Linked DNA regions of Mus musculus: region 1 is linked to region 2. The links are chromatin contacts, called in public HiCAR-type maps. All regions are on one chromosome and are shown on one strand. Each heading gives the region's core, a stretch centred on a gene start, on an enhancer-like site or on the middle of the called end of the contact. The rest is flanking DNA. Distances are from core to core; before and after follow the strand shown. Region 1 has its middle 82 kb from the start of Cd36. Region 2 has its middle 110 kb from the start of Speer4f2.

Region 1 (2,700 bases), core at 48-2,547, 490 kb before region 2:
AAGAGTCAGATGTGTTTAACCTGATATAAGTTTTGCACAATGAATATATGGATCAAAATATCAATTGATACCTGTTAAGTATGTATAAGTCTGTCATTGCCAAGATGATTCATTTGAGAGAACAGTAAAGTTAACTCCATGAAATTTTGTATTTAATACATTAGTTAAAATAATTGAACTTGAATTAAACATAGAAAGGCAGTCTTTTTGTTTATTGCAATGTTGCCCACAAGAACAATGATAAAGAAATAGGTTAAGTAGCTGTGGAGGTGGGATTGCTACAGTGTAACAGAGCTGGGCCTTACCAAAAGGACGTATGCCATTTGCAATATCACCAATAAACCTGGAAGTCATTGTCTTAAGTGAATAAGTCAAACACTGTGATTTAACTTTGAGGTGCAATTTAAAAAGCTGAGAACAGAAAGCCAAGAAAAAAATATATTTTTTTTTTGTCTATAGGCAAAGAACAGGGATAAACAAAGACTGGTTAAAATGTACAACTTCAAAGCAATATGGTTTGACTCTTGTCAGCCCATGAGGGTATAGCATGGTGGTCAATGCTGACCCTGCCCTGTGTCAGAAGAACCTAGGGTGCTTCAAGGCACCTTCCTGACGATAAGTTGCTTACTGCAGAGCAACACAACATGCTACCAACCTTAAACAAATTTCTTATTATTTTCAATTGAAATAATTTTTTAGATAATCTAAATCACTTTAGCACACCAATTGGGTTCACTCACATCTAAATTGCATGTTGTGGATCTTGAAACAGAGTCCTCTATGCATTTTACCTGTGTTTCCTGCACATAGCAAGTAATTTTAAAGTGTCAATTTATTGTTTTTAACTTTTCTCCCTGAGAGTAAAAGCCTACCCAACGCTGAAGAATTTGAGCCAGGGGATACTCTCGCTGTATGCCAAAAAGAAGACAGAGCTCTGGGAAGTATTGTAAGAACATGAGTGTACCATATGCAAACAGTGGGATTTCTGGTCAGAGCTATAATAATCATACTAACAGCAAGCATTTCCAAATGCTGAAAGTGTGATAAATGCTGCTGTCGTGCCTGGTATGAATTTCTATTTATTATTACCAAACATCTCTGGCTCACAATTCAATTCTCCCTGACCTAACTGTCCTCCTCTCTGTGTATACGTGACTCAGCTTGATGCCTTGGGTCTCAGGAGCATCCCGTGGCTCTGTTCCCATAAGTTCTTTGTGGCACGTGCAGCATAGCACACACCTCATGGTCAGGCACACCCACCTGAGCCATTTTCCCCCTGGTTTGAATGTGATCTGGATCCTGCCAACTTCTTCATCATCTTCTTGAGTCATGAATCCTTAGTGGCATTGCATCAGGCTGAGGGACTTGGAGAATTACAAGTCCAGCCCAGAATTCCTGGATATCTCTCACTGCCAACAGCGATTAACATCTGTGCTGGACAAGAAAACCTTTCAGCATTTCTGAACTAAGGAGTGCAACGGGCTAAGGGTGTAGAATGACAGCGGATAACTTCCTAAATCCCCAAGCTTTCTATACACAGCCAAGACTTAGAATTTTTCATTTCTGTTTCATTCTGTTGCATAGGGTCACACCCATAATTTTCTTTAGCTATTGCTAAATGGGTGAGGACCCCACTAAATGGAACTCCAAGAATGTTAACTTTTCATGAGATTAAGAAACAAAGTAAAAATATTTTAAGGTAACAAGGAAGCTTTCTAATTCATCAAGACTTACTTCATGTTGAACACAATTAAGTGTAAATTGTTAGAGACACTATTCTACTGATGGTCTGAGTACTATTTCCAATGACCATTTCTCCTTGATAGTAAAAGCCTACCCAACGCTGAAGAATTTGAGCCAGGGGATAGTCTTGCTGTATGACAATACTTATCAAAGAAGGAAGGGAAGGGAGATGGGCATCGAGCTGTGATGCTGGGTGGAGAGTTCAGAGTGTAACGTTACTTTACTGCTAGATTATTCTGCCACTGATAAGTATCAGTGTAGTACATAGAAAAGGTTCTCCTAATGACGTTGCTACAGACCGGATCACACAGCCATGTGCATGCTTCCAGTAGGGAACTGCTGATTCTTTGGCTTGCATTAATATGGATGCTGAAGCTGACCATCACCCACATTTTGTGCTGATTCCCCTGTAGACTTAGCTCAGGAGAATCTGTGCTTGGTTAACTTAAGCAGGTCACAGGTTCATCAGCTGAACACACTACTATCAAGTTCAACTCAGTTACTTTGTCTAGACTGAAAGCAGTTAACCTGTTTTCTTCACCAGCCAAGTACTTAAGTTGCTTGACATGATCGCTAAAGAGCCCCTCTAAATGGAGAAGTTGCAAGATAAGAGACACCTAATAAGGTATAATTTCCTTTTTAAAAATAATAAATTAATTAAAGGTGGTCTGATTACCTAGGGGCCAGATTTTCTTATATTTCTACACTTAAAGAAAACATCAACTAACGTACAATAGTCTGGTGAACTCTGTTCTTGAAATGACTCAGCTGAGAAGGACCCAGTTTTGGAAGACACAAAAAGGAGAAAGGTTCCTACTCACCTACTATGGTCAGAGTGTGTTGAGGAAACTGGCATGGAGAAGTCTGAATGTAAGAGAGCCAGGCTGATTCGATGAAAGGCTTCAAATGGGCAGTAAAGGAGACTAGGCCTAAATCTCTGCTTGTAAGAACCGCGCA
Region 2 (2,700 bases), core at 197-2,696:
CAGCAGATATAAGAGCTTTGTGTGTGTGTGTGTGTGTGTGAAGGTAGGTACATATTTCTGTGTATGAGGGTGTGCATGTACATATAAAGTTTGGGATGGATAATGCAGAGGTCAGAGATCAGCCTTTGGTGTGGTTCCCCTGGAACCGCCTACCACCATTTCTGAAGCTGAGTCTCCTTGGGTCTTGGAGCTCCTTGGTTATGCTTGGCTGCCTGTTCATTAAGCCCCAAGAATCTCTCTATGCCAAAGCTAGGAGCACTAGGATTACAACTGCCTTACACCTTGGCTTGCTATGTGGGTGCTGAGAATCAAACGCAAGCTTTCAATGAACAAAGTACTCACTAATCTAATTGTTTGTTAGTGTTGAAAATTACTAAAAAATTTAGATATTTTTAATGATGTTATATTTTACTTCTCTTTGTTCAGATTTAATTTTTCAAATTAGGAAATACTTAAGTAACTGAATATTTGGCTGTTGCAAAATAGCTTATTAATAAAACAATATTAACCAACAATATTTAAACAAAGAGGTTCATAGTTGAGACATTGCCTTTAAATTTCTCCTTTTATTCCAATGCTGCTAGCCTTGGCTCAATCACCTTATTCCTCTTAAAGTTATATGGTTGTTTATGTGACAACATACCTGAATTGTAACAATAACATTTCCAGCTGTTTGAAGATGAAGTGAATTAATATTATTGAATGTCCATTCCACAAACTGTGCTTTCCACATGTCCTTGTAAAAAGAATTTCAAATGTTACAGTCTTGTGTACATAATGGGGATATTGCTATCTGTATTCTTAAAAAACAGAATAACAATAATTTTCTTCACTGTCATCCCCTTAATGCAATAATTGCTGATTTTCTTTTGAGGCTATCTATTATTCTATTTCCAGTACTTTGGATTAGTTTTTCAGTAGCAAGAACTGACACCTGACATTTCTATTACAAATGAATAATAGAATTCACAGGCCACTGATTCCACTTAGATGTCAAATTTATCAACAGGAAAAAAATACTTTTTGGCTGAATCTAGGAAAAGAAAATGTTCATAAGGGTGGTGAGTTTCCTAAGAAAGACAGAAGCAGGAGGGGATTCATTTCAGTTCCAATTCTGAACTTTGTTTCTTTGTTTACTTGGGAGATTTTCTTTGTTTTCCTGAAAGGGCTGTGGTTATCTAATTGAAATGGTAAATAGACTTAATGGATTTTACCTTTCTTGTCAATCCATGTATTCTTGTTAATGTGACACACAGCAAGTGTTTTCCAAACAGAAAATTGCTCTGATTTCCAAGATATTTGAAGATTGTTGGTGAATAACACATTTAATTCAACTCTACTCAAATGGTGTGCTGGAAAGCATACTTGACCAGTTAGGACATGGCAAGCACACCCCCTGGGAAGTGATGTGAGAGGAGGGGTAGCAGATCTGCCAAGTCCAACATCAGCTTCCGTCTTCCATCTCCACAGTTGGACTAAAGGCTTGAAGTTCTCACAATAAACGCCATAGCAAAAAACATATTTCACAGTGCCTTTTCGAAGAATGAGCTTTTGAGAGTATGCAGATTTGGAAGTTGATCTAAAAGTAAGGAAAAGAATTTGAGGTAGCTACAATTGAAATATAGCCACTCATAAACACAACCATGCTTGTGAAAATATTGGATATTATAACCTCCATGCCTCTGGGCTTAGCAAATGTAGCATGATTGGATGTTGATTATTAACTGCAGGAGTCATGACATCCAAGGAAAGGTTTCCCTTAGCTCAGAAGATCTCCACCCAGCTCCAATGAGTCAGGATTCCTGGGTGGACCGTTGGCAAACCAAGCCAAAGACATCTGTTAAAAGTAAATGACTAAAAATTCTTGGCCCTTTTGTAGATTATTATGTATCAAGTTAAGCATTGAAAGAAAAAAATAAGAAAAGCAAAGCATATTAAAGGTAAAATGAGAAATCAAAGGCACAGAAACTTAACTTTTTAGATAGGAATCCCCAGACTGGCATTTTCATTCACAGTTCATGAATAAATGGAATTTAGAATTTGATCAAAGTGATACACATACTTCTAAAAAGTCATATTACTCTTTAGAATTTAAGGGAAAAGAATTCAGTCTGTTAATGCCTACAATATTATTACACTGTCCATTTCCATAGATATCATTTCTCAAGGCCAACTGTTTTAACCTGTTATATATTACTCTTCCAGCTTCTCTTTTCTATATGTAAAAAGTTTATTATGTCAGGCACTTGAGAGATACCATGTTATAGACAGGGCACACATGAAGGACCCAGCTACACACTGTCCATGTTCAATATCTTGCTACTGTGTTTTCATTATCATTCAGCCATGATCTTGCACATCAATTCAATGCAGGATTTAAGATCACTTTAGACAAATTTCAAACAAGAAAAGGGTGGGGATCAAGTTTTTCAGCATTTCTCCCCTCTATTGTGATATTTCAAAATCACATCCTGAATAATAACTAGAGGGTCACTGGAGTGTTAACAACAGAAATAACCATTGGGGTAGCAGTCCTAATGCCAGCAAGTCCACTACTACTTTGTTTTCCTTGGCCTAACTCATTGCCTTTCCTGGAAAATTTTTACTCCATATTGGGGCACAGTGCTGTTTGCAGACAGAACACAGATCAGAACTTTGTAAGTTGAACCTAGATATTAGCATATCAGGTTGGGATTCTGA

The links. HiCAR-type assays count read pairs that join an accessible place to other places.
Region 1: a contact with region 2 is called in a HiCAR-type map of fibro-adipogenic progenitors, with 6 times the contacts expected there. The contact joins two enhancer-like sites. A contact is called at or near these places in 2 of 115 datasets of contacts at active chromatin or transcription factors (fibro-adipogenic progenitors and kidney).

What each region holds. Positions count from the first base shown.
Region 1 is chr5:17,752,353-17,755,052 of GRCm38.p6, reverse strand. No RefSeq gene overlaps it. Among named protein-coding and RNA genes, the nearest start is that of Cd36, 82 kb to the left of the region's middle. Within about 2 kb of position 1,297, at least 14 of the 459 cell types and tissues checked have an H3K27ac peak or open chromatin away from gene starts, as enhancers often do. A contact at or near this core is called in fibro-adipogenic progenitors, where this site is marked.
Region 2 is chr5:17,261,412-17,264,111 of GRCm38.p6, reverse strand. No RefSeq gene overlaps it. Among named protein-coding and RNA genes, the nearest start is that of Speer4f2, 110 kb to the left of the region's middle. Within about 2 kb of position 1,446, at least 14 of the 459 cell types and tissues checked have an H3K27ac peak or open chromatin away from gene starts, as enhancers often do. A contact at or near this core is called in fibro-adipogenic progenitors, where this site is marked.